Regions from separate parts of the Cricetulus griseus genome. Here region 1 is linked to region 2. A link is a contact called in public Hi-C data. All regions are on one chromosome and are shown on one strand. The core of a region is the stretch at or near the end of the contact, and the rest is flanking DNA. Distances in the headings are between cores, read along the strand shown.

Evidence for each region. A called contact is a pair of places that touch in the nucleus more often than the background predicts.
Region 1: a Hi-C map of the CHO-K1 cell line shows a contact between it and region 2, with 4 times the contacts expected there. The contact joins the promoter of Ube2v1 here to the enhancer-like site in region 2. A contact is called at or near these places in 6 of 8 Hi-C or Micro-C datasets (the CHK-Q cell line, the CHL-YN cell line, the CHO-K1 cell line and 2 more).

The regions. Positions count from the first base shown.
Region 1 is chr6:11,779,515-11,785,738 of CriGri-PICRH-1.0, forward strand. Ube2v1 (ubiquitin-conjugating enzyme E2 variant 1) reads left to right here and starts at 1,612. Exons shown (of 4, transcript XM_027423344.2): 1 at 1,612-1,756. The coding sequence starts at 1,735.
Region 2 is chr6:11,734,962-11,741,896 of CriGri-PICRH-1.0, forward strand. No RefSeq gene overlaps it. Among named protein-coding and RNA genes, the nearest start is that of Ube2v1, 43 kb to the right of the region's middle. Within about 2 kb of position 5,435, at least 2 of the 6 cell types and tissues checked have open chromatin away from gene starts, as enhancers often do. A contact at or near this core is called in the CHO-K1 cell line, where this site is marked.

The DNA.
Region 1 (6,224 bases), core at 362-2,861, 41 kb after region 2:
GATGAGAGACACAGAGACAGAGAGAGGACAGAAGAGAAGAGGGGACAGGAAAAATCCTGTCTGCCCCAGGAGAACAGCAGGAAAGAGAGCTTACATGAGCAGGGTTTTTTAAAGGGGTCCTTTGCACTTGAGTGCACACTACACAACCATGGAACCCTGGGCTGACCAGGGCACTGACTGAGCGCATTCTGTCAGGTGACAGGGGCAGGCCAGCATAATGCCTGAATCCTTACAGTCATCTTTCCCAGTTTGTCTAGAGACCTGGTTCCCTCTATTATGGAGAAATTGTAACAGACTCATTTTATTCTGGTGTACAAGTCTTCTGCACCGGATTATAATTCTGAGTTTACCACATACTCCGCGAGGTAATGCAATGTAGATGCTTAGTAAAAACCAAACAGGTGACAATGGGGCGCTCCGGTGAGGGCTCCCAGCTTCCTGTCCCTCTGTAGGCACTTAGCAGTGCGACCTGGAGCTGGCTACTTTACCTTTCTCAGTCTTGTTTTCCACAGCCACTTAGAGGTTTCCAAGGTGGCTTCGGGATGTGGTTTACAGTGTATGCGGATGTATGTCTGTAAGACCTTTGCATATTCAAGACTGTTGAAATGGAATCGCCAAAGGAGGCCTTTCCTAATTGTTCCCCTTTCCTATCCCAGGTAAAGAGTTCATTTATATTCACTTGTTCTCTGTCCGGCAAGGATGTAAACCCTGAGACAGACTCTTGCCTCTTTGGGGATGTTGTCATTTCCAGCACCTAGCCGCCCTCCTACATATAAATATCTGAATGAATGAATGTTTAGATCAAGAGTGAAAAGACGCAAAGGTAGGGGTGTGGCTCCCTTGATAGAGAGCTCGCATAGCAGGCACAAGGCCCTGGGTTCCACCAGCAACCCTTCTAAAACCAGGAGTAACACAGGCCTGCAACCCAAGCTTGTGAGAGGTGGAAGTAGTAGAATCAGAAATTCAAGGTCGTCCACCTCTATAGGGCGAACGCTAGGTCAGCAGGAGTCCCGGGACCCTGGGTCAAACAAACAAAACGATTTAAAAAAAAAAAAATGATCGGGCGTTGGGGGCGCACGCCTTTAATTCCAGCACCCCGGAGGCAGAGGCAGGTGGATCTCTGTGAGTTCGAGGCCAGCCTGGTCTAAAGAGGGAGTGCCAGATGAGGCTGCAAAGCAACACAGAGAAACCCTGTCTCGAAAAGCAAACAAACAAGCAAACAAAAGGCTGAATGCATGCTCAGGAAGGTTCTCAATCCCCTGGCAGCGCCGGGTCCCTTCAGGTAGCAGCAAAGCAGGAAACAAGATTGTAGTGGCCACAGTTTGACCTCTTCAGATACCCATAACAAAAATATCTGACTCAGCATCTGAATCGAACACCTCTCAGCTTCATTTCCACATTAATAATGAGCTGGAGGCAGCCAGAGGGGAAACCGCCCAAGAAAGGCATGGGGTTCCGCAGCCCTTCCTCCCCCGTTTGCTCTCCCAGCTCAGCGTGACCACCGGGGCCCTGGCACCGGGCGCCGGGCTGGGCGGGGCAACCTGCAAGTCCCGCCCTCGTGCTCGCTCACCCTAGACCCAGGCAAAGCCCTTCCCGCCCGGCTCGTGCGACCCCGAGCGGGCGTCAGCGGCACCGTCTGCGTCTGCGCCTACGCCTGCGCCTGCGCACCAGCGCCCGGGGAAGCTCAAGGGGGGGGTGAAGAAGGGGCCGGCCTTCGAGCGACAGCGACGCAAGATGGCAGCCACCACAGGCTCGGGTGAGCGGAGGCGCCGGGCGTGCTGGCGGACGGGGCGCGGGGCTGGCTGGGCTGGGCCCGGGGCTGGCGGAGGCCACGGTGGCCGGGCCGGGGCTCCGCGATCTCCTTGCGGCTGCTCTTGGCGGCGCGGCCGGGCCGGGACGAGCAGGCGGCGGCCGGAAGCCCGGGCGGGGGCAGCGGGGCCGTGGGCGGTGCGGCCAAGCCGGAGGTTCCGCGGGCGCCTCCGGGGGTGGGGGTGGGGGAGGCCGGCCGAGGGGCCGAGCGAGCCCGGGAACGCCCGGGCCAGGCCCCGCTGAGCCGGCCTGAGTGACGGGATCCGGGGATGCCTGGTGGGGGACGCGGGCGCAACCCCAGGGAGCCTCGCGGGCCGCAGGCGAGGCCACCCCAGGGCCCCGCGCGAATTTGGGGTCGGGGCTGCGAGAGGGGGAGTCTCCTGGTGGTCGCTTCCCGGGGAAATCGGGGCATCTGCACAGGGAGAGCCCGGGCGTCCGCAGCGGGAGCAGGCCTGGGCTGTGGGGACCACGGTTTGCCCAGATAGGTCTCGGAGGGCGCGCTGGGAACCGTGCGCGATGTGGGGTGGGCACGAGCAGGTGCCTCGGGAGCCCCGCCGGAGGTCAGGTGGGGCGTGTCATCGGTGGGGAGACTGGGACGGGGTGCAGTCCCCAAGATGTTTCTTTTGGAGAAGAAAATCCTCCTCTTCCTGCACCAGGCGGATGAAGGAAGTGCCTGTTTAGTTGGAGCCGGTCACTTCGAATAATTGGGAAAAATATATGGGTTCAACTCAAACTCCCCCTTATCTGGATGGGTGGGAGAGAAGAACACTGAAATGAGAACCCTTGGGTGACACGGAAGGCCTAGCAAGGGGGGGTGCTTTTAGGGGAGAAGCTCTGCCAGTCTCTTGTGGGCTAAGAGAAGCCTGCTGTGCCACCACCTGAGATAGGCCTGAGGGGGAAGCCGAAGGGTCTGTCTCGGGACAGACAACTTGCACTTGGTTGTCGCAGCATGGGGCTCTGGCGGTCTAGAGATGGGGTAGGCATTGGTGAAGGGGACCCCCCGGGGTGTCTAGCTCTTCCAGGGAAGGACTTTGGAGAGACTAGGTGCCCCCTGTTGATGAAGAGCTGCATCTTCTGGAGCCTGGTGATGGGGGTGGGCAAGGGGCAAGGATGGGCCGCCGGCCTGGGTACTGGCGTCTTGGAGCTGTGTGAGGCACCAACAGCAACAGGGTTAGGGAGGGTTGAAGGGAAGTTCCAGGGGAGTCATCTTTCCAGGATTATTGCTCTTGCCGTATTCCAAGAAGCCTTCCTTGTGTGTCTTAGGGACTCGAAGCAGAGAGGTTCTGCCTGCAGTGATCCACCACACACTACCTGGGGTCTCTGACAGAAGGCTGTGCACAATGCTGGGTCAGTTCATTCACCAGCACAGCCATGGGCACTCCTGGAGACCAAGGCTGAGTCAAGCCAGACTGGGGCGGGGTATGGACATCTCCCAGAGCAGTGTCCCTGCCAGACCTAGGAGTGCACTGCCTGGCAGCCAGTATTGGGGTGGCATTGCCACTCAGCTCAGCTTGTAGTTACTTGAGACCGTCTCACAATCTGGTTTGACAGCTACTTCTAACTCCTGAGACGCTGCCAGTGCTTCCTAAGTACAGAGGAGGGGAGATACAGCAGCAGCTGCTGATGTGTGCTGGAATCCCAGGGCTTGGCCTGGAATGTGGCTCAGCGCTAGAGTGTTCATCTAGCATATTGGAGGTCCTGGGCTCCATCCCTGGCACCACAGAATAAAGCAAGATCACCTAGCATGGCTAGATACCTTAGGGCAAGCTTTGAGGTACGGTGAGGGCTTCCCACAGATGATGACTGGGGCCTATTGTGTCCTATTGTGTGCAGCAAGCAAGATAGTTTCATTCAAACCAGACAGAAGACCTTTCAGGGTGTAAATAAAGTGACTCCAAAAAGCAGGAAGTGCTGTGAAGAAAATGGGGAGTCTGGAGAAGTGGGGCAGGACTCGATGCAGTCCCCCCCCTTCCCCCATGGTGGAGCCAGTGTGTAGTGTTAAAAAGATCTAATTAAAAGGCAGGGCAGCAGCGGTGCACACCTTTAATCCCAGCACCTGGGAGGCAGAGGCAGGTGGATCTCTGAGTTCAAGGCCAGTCTGGCATACACAGTTTCAGGACAGAGTCCAGAGCTACAGAGAAACTCTGTCTAGGAAAAAAAACACATTAAAAAGAAATGCAGGGAGGCAGTGAGATGGTTCAGCAGGTAAAGACCCTTGCTGAGCCGTAGGCCCCGAGTTTGATCCCCAGGACCCACATTGTTAGAAGAAAGCGCCACCTTCCACAAGTTGCCCTCTGACCTCCATAGGTACCCCTTCCCCCAATAAATGTCAAGGCCCTGGTGATGAGCTGGAGAGATGACTGGGTCTTAACTAAGGGCAAAGGGAAGCTATGCAACACACATCTGCTATGAAGCAGGCATTCAGTGTGTGTTGAATGAATGAATGCCTTGAAGAGAAGGCATGATGAGATCTGAATTGTGCCCCAAGGCATCAAGGGGCTGTGGAGTGTTAGAGTAGAAACAGCAGGACCTTAATTGGTGAAACTTGGGTGCTTAGCCTCTGCTCCGCTCTACACCCTTCAGGTGTTCTCAGGCCTGAGTCCACCTTTAGACTGAGCCTTTTCATTCATCTCTGCCCTGGTTGCCAGGAAACCATTGTATAGCCTTGGAAGTCCTATAAGGGTTGAGCTCAGATTTTGTGGTCATGGTCACTGCTGCTGGCACCTTCCTACATCGTTTGCTGTTGCGATCAGAGAGGAGCTGAGACAGCCACTACAACCTCAAGATGTCTGCAGTGGCAGGCAGCTTCTTGCCTGTGTTTCCAGGACTGCAGGATGTTATACAGTGGCCCTTGGCTGCCAGGTTCTTCCTCTCATCCAGCAGCCCACATGCTGGGCTGGCCTGCCCTGCCCTGACAGTTAACCAGATATCAAGTGCCAGAGTGACAAGCCCTGGCAGGGTGCCACTGTAAATATGCATGCAGGGGTGTGGTCTCTTGCACACATCCAGCTTCTAGAAATGTCACCATCTGGGCAGTAGAGATTGTCATCTTCCATTCAAGGGTGTCCCCGGACAGCTGGAAATGGGAGAGGAGCCCCAATTCCCAAGGGTCACTGAGCCATCTCGGGTACAGCCAAGGACCTTTACTCCTCCGTGGCTGCCCTCAGGATAGCTGCTTTCTGTGCTCATCCTGAGAAACAAGCCTGCCCCACAGTGGGGCCTGCTTGCTGGTCGGCCCAGTCCCGGTGGGATTTCTTCCTTTTTGATGTTATTTTGTGTTGTTGTTTTAAGGATCTTCTGTAGTCCGTAGCCCAGGTTGGTCTTCAACCCATTATGCAGTTGAGAATGACTTTGGCACACCCTGATGCTCCTGCCTCCATCTCCCAAGTGCTGGGATCACAAGTGTGCTGCCAGCTACCATTGCATCAAGAATTACCACATGAGGGCTGGCAAGTTGGCTCAGTGGTTAAGAGCACTTACTGCTCTTCCAAAGGACCAGAGCTGTTCCCAGCCTCTATGACAGGCACTCACAACTGCCTCTGACTCCAGCTTCAGGGAATCCAGCGTGCCTCTTTTGGCCCATGACACTTGCACACACGTGTCGTATACACAGACACATACATATAAATAGGATAAACAAAGACAGATCTTTAGAAGAGAATTGCCAAGTGAGTTTTCATGGAGCTTTTGCCCCTTCACATTAACTTAAGAGGCTGAGAATTTATCTTATGTAGCTTACTTACCTAGCACAGCCTTCAGTTTGGCTTCCTAGCATCAAAAAATGACAAATCACATCAGCTTTCCTCTACCTCCACCTTCTCTCTCTCTTGATCTCTGTCCCAAATTGAAGCTCTATAGAAGTTTGATGACTTCTGTAGAAATAAATAAAAGCTAGGAGTCCTCAACTTAATTGTGAAAGGCCACAGCAACGCCTAACCCTGTGTGTTGGATGAAATGATTCCCCCTTTCCCCAGAGGGGGTCTCACTATGTAGTCCTGGCTGTTCTGGAACTCACTCTGTAGACCATGCTGTCCTCAAACTCAGAGATCCTCCTGCCTCTGCCTCCTTTAGTCCCAAGTGGTGGGACTAAAGGTGTGCACCACCGTAAGTCTATCTTTGAGAAAGTTGTTCTGTGCACCTTACCCTGAGTAATCCACACCTGCTAAGTTGGGGGCACCTGTGTGTCACACAGAGTAAATAGGTCTTGTTCTCATCTGTGTGCCAGCCAGCCTTCAGGCTTCTTGATTTGTTGGGCTTTGGCGGTGTTTTTGTTGTTTTGCGACAGTGTCTCTCTTTTTTGTTTTTTGTCAAGACAGGATTTCTCTGTGGCTTTGGAGTCTATCCTGGAACTAGCTCTTGTAGACCAGGCTGGTCTCGAACTCACAGAGATCTACCTGCCTCTGCCTCCCGAGTAC
Region 2 (6,935 bases), core at 4,185-6,684:
CTCAGATATACAGAGTTCAGGGCCAGCCTGGGCTGCGTGAGACCCTGTCTCTTAAAAAATAATCTAGACATATATCTACGGCACAGCGAGGACTGAGAGAGCCTTCATCCAGCAATTGATGGAACCAGATGCAGAGATGCACAACCAAGAACCAGGCCGAGCTCCCAGAAGCCGGTCAAAGAGAGGGAGGAGAGAACATATGAGCAAGAGAGTCAAGATCATGATGGGGAAATCTACAGAGACAGCTGAACCAAACTCGTGGAAACTCATGAACTCTAGACCTACAACTATGGAGACTCCAGGGGATCCAAACTAGGCCCTCCGTATGTGGGAGACGGTTGTGAAGCTTGAACTATCTGAGGGGACCCTGGCAGTAGGACCACAATACAAACCTGGTGCATGAGCTGCCTTGCTGGAGTCCACTCCATATGGTGGGATGCCATGCTCAGCCTCAATGATGGGAGAGGGGCCTGGCCCTGCCCAACCTATTGTATCAGACGTTGTTGACTCCTCATGGGAACCCTTAGCCTTGAGGAGGAGTGGGCTGGGGTGGGCTGGGGCGGGAGGTGAGGTGAGGTGGGTGGGAGGGAAAACTGTGGTTGGAATGTAAAATGAAATTTAAAAGAATAAAGAAATTATTTTTAAAAATCTATTCCTAGCACCTACGTGTTGGTTATAACCTTCTGTTTAGAGTTCCAGAGGCTCCAGCACCCTCTTCCAGCCTCCACACGCACCAGGCACACCCATAATGCATGCTACATACATGCAGGCAAGGCTCACTCATGCATAGCATATTCACATAAAAAAAAATGTTAAAATGGTTAAGGTGGTAAGTTCTCTGTCTATTTTACCTTAGCTTTAGTATTTATTGTTGTGGGGTAGTGGTGGCTGTTGACAGGGTTGTCTGACCCAGGCTACCCCCAACCTCGTCACTAGCTGAGGGTGACCTTCAATGCCTTCTGGCCCCCACCTCTCCCTTGCTGGGGTGACAGAGGAGCATTACCACAGTTGTGGGGCTGGAACCCAGGGTTGCACTTTACCAACGGAACCACATCCCCAGCCCCATTTCACCATGATTGTTAAACCCTAGGGAAAAAGAGATGGTGTTTTCTTAGGTTCACAGAGCCTAAGGTGACTCAGCAGAGGCCCCACCCTCCCCAGACCAGGACCTTCCGGGACAGTTCTGTAGATAAAGCTGGTACCCAGCCTAGTGCCACCCCTGAGGCTAACATAATATTTCTCTCTCTCTCTCTCTCTCTCTCTCTCTCTCTCGCTCTCGCTCTCGCTCTCGCTCTCGCTCTCTCTCGCTCGCTCGCTCTCTTTCTCTCTGTCTCCTGCCAGTTTAGACAGCTGACAGCTGCCCAGGGCTCCCAGGAGACTCTCCCCCAGCTGCTGTCAAAGCAGAACAGTTGTTTTGTATTGTTCTGAGATCCTGATATGGGGGGGGGGGCGGTGTGCACCAGGAGCAGAATGGCCGAATCATCGGGCACTGGTTGATCACTTTTTCTCTAGGAAAAAATTAAACTCCTGTGTGATCCGTGAGCTCCAGAACAAGAGGGGGCGTCCTTGGGGACATGCAGCCCCATTTCCTTACCTCATGATTTTCTATTATGGGAGCAGGGGGAGGGGGATGAGTGTGGCATCAGGGACAAGTTTTGTGAGTTGGCTCCTTCCACTGCGGTTCAATCAATGCAATTAGAATAGGGGGTGAAGAGGACTTGCTGCCAAGGTTCAACTTCCTGGTTTGAAAACCAGATGATGGGGGCCATAGAGAGGAATCGTCAATGACATCCAGTGTCTGTGAGGCCAGGGCCACTAAAGCAGCCTGCAGAGCATGTAATAGCATGGGACACTCGCCAGCCCAAACACCAAGAGTGTCAAGGTCCCCATGAAACTGGGACCAGCTGGGCATTGTGGTGCAGGCCTATCACCCCTGTACAGGGAAGGCAAGAAGCAAGAGGATTGCCACCCCTCCCACAAGTCTGAGGGTGGTACAGAGAAAGAAGCCTTTGAGACAGCTCCTTGGTCAAGCTGCTGGCTGCTAAGCCTGAGGACCTATGTTTGATCCCCATGACCAAATGGTAGAATGAGAGAGCCAGCTCAGCTCCCAAGAGCCCACCGACTCCAGGCAAGTTGTCCTCAGACATTAATAAATGTAAGAAAATTTTAAAAAGAGCCTGGCGGTGGTGGTGCACACCTTTAATCCCAGCGCTCTGGAGGCAGAGGCAGGCAGATCTCTGTGAGTTGAGGCCAGCCTGGCCTACAGAACGAGTTCCAGGACAGCCAGTGCTACACAGAGAAACCCTGTCTCAAAAAGCAAAAAAAAAAAAAGAAGAAGAAAGAAAGGAAAATCTTAAAAAGAAAGGAGGGGAGAGGTAGGGAAGGGACAAGAAAGGAAACACACAGTTCCAGGGACCAATAGTCAGGGTGGCCCCTGTGGTTCCAGCAGCCAGCTCCTCCCTCAGCAGCTCAGTGCCTCTGGGCTGAGACCTGTCAGCCCCCAGCTCCCTGCAGGGCCCATGGGTCAAAGGGCACCCTCAACTGCACAGCCTCAGCCAAGGAGAAATAAGGAGCAGTTCCGGGAAGCTCCTGGACTGTTTGACTTGCCTGGGTCAACAAAGGGAGGCGGTACGTCTATGAGACAGCTCAGTGGGGATCAGAAGCTGCTGGCCAGGAGCAGGAGTAGGGATGGGTCAGCCACCCAGACAGGCGCCACATAGAGACCTGAGAGCCTTAGCCATCCGATCGCCCCCTTGGCCTCCGGAGGTGAAGCAGGAGATGCCCAGTGCTAGGATCACAGGTGTGCACCGCCTCACCTGGTCTCTGTGGTACCTGGGACCAAATCCAGGGCTTGGTGCGTATCAGGCAAGGAGTCTATCCACTGAACCTCATCCCCAGTCCTGGGCTAGCAGGTCCTGCTGAGACCTTCACATCCCAGGACCCTGAAGTTCACTGTGATTGAACCGTCTCAAGTCACGTAGTCACCTCTGACCCAATCCCTGTGATGTTCCTTAGCTTATACTAAGGGAGGGGCAATCCCATGCTATTCATAAGCTGTGAAAGAGCAAGAAAGATGCTTCTGAATTACTTCCGGGGACCATTTCCACCAAGGAGGATGTCTCAGTCAGTTTCCATTGCTGTGATAAACAGCATGAGCAGAAATGCTTGCAGAAGGAAGGGTTGATTTTGGCTTACAACTCTCAGTCACACTCCATCACTGAGGGAAGCCAGGGCAGGAACTCAAGGCAAGAACCTGGAGACAGGAACTGAAGCAAAAGCCATCGAGGAACATTTACTGGCTTGCTACCCGAGGCTTGCTCAAGCTGTTTTTTTTTGGGGGGGGTTGTCTGGTTTTTTTAATATACTCAGGACCACCTGCTCAGAGGGTACCACCCACAGTAAACTGGACCTTCCACAATAACCATTGGTCAAGGAAATGTCCCTACAGACTGGTCTTTGTAGACTAGGCTGTCCTCGAACTCACAGAGATCCGCATGCCTCTGTCTCCCGAGTGCTGGGATTAAAGGTGTGCACCACCAACGCCCAGCCCCCACCCCTCTTTTCTTGAGACAGGGTTTCTCTATGTAACTGCTGTGCTGTCCTGGAACTAGCTCTATAGATCAGGCTGGCCTCAAACTCACAGAGATCCACCTGCCTCTGCCTCCCGAGTGCTGGGATTAAAGGTGTGCGCTGCCACCATCTGGCCGAGGTTCACTCTTTCCAGATAACTCTAACTTGTGTCAAGTTGACTAAAGAACTAGCCAGGACAGAGAGGGAATAGAGGTGGCAGCCCCTGCAGACATAAGACATATTGCAGTAAATGCTGAGAAACAGGAGGCTGCCGAGGTCCAGGCAAGCAGCACTGCCACACACACCCCGTCCATCAGGCTCACTGTGGCACGTTCGCATGCACAGAGAGACACATAACACACAAGTAAATTATTGTTGTTTTTTAGATTTTATTTATTATGTATACAGTCACGTGTCTGCAGGCCAGCAGAGGGCACCAGATCTCATTCAAGGTGGTTGTGAGCCACCTTGCTGTTCCCAGGAATTGAACTCAGGACCTCTGGAAGAGCAGTCAGTGCTCTTAACCTCTGAACCATCTCTCCAGCCCCACACAAGTAAATTATTAATGTTGGAAAAGAACTCTGATATCCTGTCATTGTACATTGGTCCAGGTCTCCCCAGGGAGGAATGCTGGGTGCCCTGGTGTCAGCAGGGGCCTCTGGCTGTTAACAGTGTCCCTGTAGGCTTATCAAGTGTGACACATGTCACCCTAGCAGTGGGGGTAAAGACAACATGCTGTGTGTGTGTGTGTGTGTGTGTGTGTGTGTGTGTGTGTGTGTGTGTGTGTGTGTGTGTGTGTGTGTGTGTGTGTGTGTGTGTGTGTGTGTGTGTGTGTGTGTGTGTGTGTGTGTGTGTGTGTGTGTGTGTGTGTGTGTGTGTGTGTGTGTGTGGTGTGTGTGTGTGTGTGTGTATGTGTGTGTGTGTGTGTGTGTGTGTGTGTGTGTGTGTGTGTGTGTTGGGAGGACCTGCAGGGTATCTTGGGACTTTGTCTCAATTGTGCCATGAATTTAAAACTGCTCAATAAACATAAAGTCTGGGGCTGGTGAGATGGCTTGGTAGGTAAAGGGGCTTGCTGCCAAGCCTGTCCACCTGAGTTTGATCCCCAGAACCATGTGATGGAAGGAGATTCAACTCTTCTGAGATGCCCTCTTACCACCACATGCCATGATTTATACCAGTACACACACATATGACACACACATACACACATGAACATACGCTCACGAGCACATGTGCACACACACATGCACACACACACATGTACATGTTCACTGAATGTTAGAAGTATCTTTTAAAAGTGGGAAGTAGGGGCTGGAGAGATGGCTCGGTGCTTAAGAGCACTGACTGCTCTTCCAGAGGACCTGGCTTCAATTCCCAGCACATACATGGCAGCTCACAACTGTCTCTAACTCCAGTTCCAGAGGGCCTGACGCCCTCACACAGACATACATTCAGTAAAAACACAAATCCACATAAAGCAAAAATACGGAATTTTTTAAAAGTGGGAGGTATCCAGAGGTAGGAGAGAGGGTCGTCGAGGCCTTGAATGCCAGGGGAGAGTGTGGGTCTGTAGGTCACGTGTTGAGAGGAGCCCATGGTGCCTCTGCAGCTGGACAACCTTCCCCACAAGGCTCCTTGGCTAAGTCCAGATTCCCGTGTGTGGCACCAAACTCATCCATGGTTGTTACCCCACCTCTCAGTGTGCCGCCTGAGGAGCTGTGTCTCGACATTTCACAGAAGGAAAGCAGAAATCCAGTCTCGTGCCCAGAGACACCTGCTTCAAGATGCCAAGCCTCCAGAGCGGCGCCTGCCAGCCTCCCTACCCCTGGCCTTTGCTCTCACAGTGCGTGTTTCTACCAGAGCTAGTCATGTGTTATTAAACTGACACAGCCCTGAGTCACTGGGAAAGGAGAGTGAAATTTCTACTATGGTCCTGCTTGACCTCTAGGATGTGACCTGGAATTACAAGATCAATAAACCCTTTCTTGCCCAGATTGCATTTGGCATGGTGTTTTATCACAGCAACAGATACCAATTAGAGCAAGCAGGGTGTTGCTGTGATGGACCTGACCATGTGGTTTTGGAGAGAACTGTGGAAAGATGTCCTAGGTTTGCTCTGGAAATGCCATTGAGCATTCAGCATTTATTGAGCTGTTCTGTGGCAGTCTGGAAGAATGCTGGAGCAATTGCAGACAGTGGAGGCGGGGCTTGTGAAAGTTCAGGAAACGTGAGAGTCAAGGACTGTCAGGACCACACCTTTATGCCTGAATTAAGACTCTGTGGGAGTGAAACAGTTGCTTCACTGGGATAATGGATGCTGGTCAGATGCAGCATGAAATCAGCAGTGATTAAGAAGAGGCCAGATGGCTCAGTGTTTAAGAACACTAGCTATTCTTTCAGAGGTCCTGAGTTCAATTCCCAGCAACCACATGGCAGCTCCCAACCATCCATAATGAGATCTGGTACCCTCTTCTGGCATGGAGGGATATATGCAGAACCCTGTATATAGACTGAGAGAGAGAGAGAGAGAGAGAGAGAGAGAGAGAGAGAGAGAGAGAGAAGCAGCATTGAGGTGAAATCTTCTGGGAAGTGTCGCCCCAGAGCAAGCTGCATCTCAAGATGACAGCTAATGTGTCAGGGTCTCCCATGTGTGCTGCTTTTAAAGGCACGACCAAGTCATGGAGAGCTCCTGGGGCTTCACACTAAGTGGCCAGACTAGATTATCACAGAGGAGAGGCCAGGAGGCCACTGGTAAAAGTGATCCCACTCAGTTGCAAAGGGAACCCCGGGATTGAAGGGGTCATGAAGAAAAGCTCAGGTTCTTCTTCATGAAGAAAAGCTCAGGTTTGGCACCATGTAGTGGGGGAGGGGTCCCTGGAGATGGGTACAGAGGCCATTAGTATCAACAAAGCCACAGTGAAGATCCCAGGATATTAGAGTTGCCAGGACTGTGGAACAACCCAGACAGAGGCAGGTGTGGAGTGAGCTGACCCAAACCTGGGAGACAAAGTGTGTGCTATGGTTGGGAAAACCAAAGAAGTAAAAGGTCCGAGTCTTCAGAGCACCTTCAGAAGATCATGAATGAGCTCCTGATGACAGACACTGAGCTGCAGAACTTGAATTTACACTGTTGTCATTTGGTTTTGCTTTGATCTGATTGATCCTATGGCCTGATTCTTTGAGATAAGAAAATAGGTAATCTAGCCAGGCAGTGGTGGCACATACCTTTAATCCCAGCACTTGGGAGACAGAGGCAGGTGGATCTCTGTGAGTTTGAGGCCAGCCTGGTCTACAGAGTGAGTTCCAGGACAGCCAGGGCTGTTACACAGAGAAACCCTGTCGAAGAAGAAAAGGAGAAGGAGAAG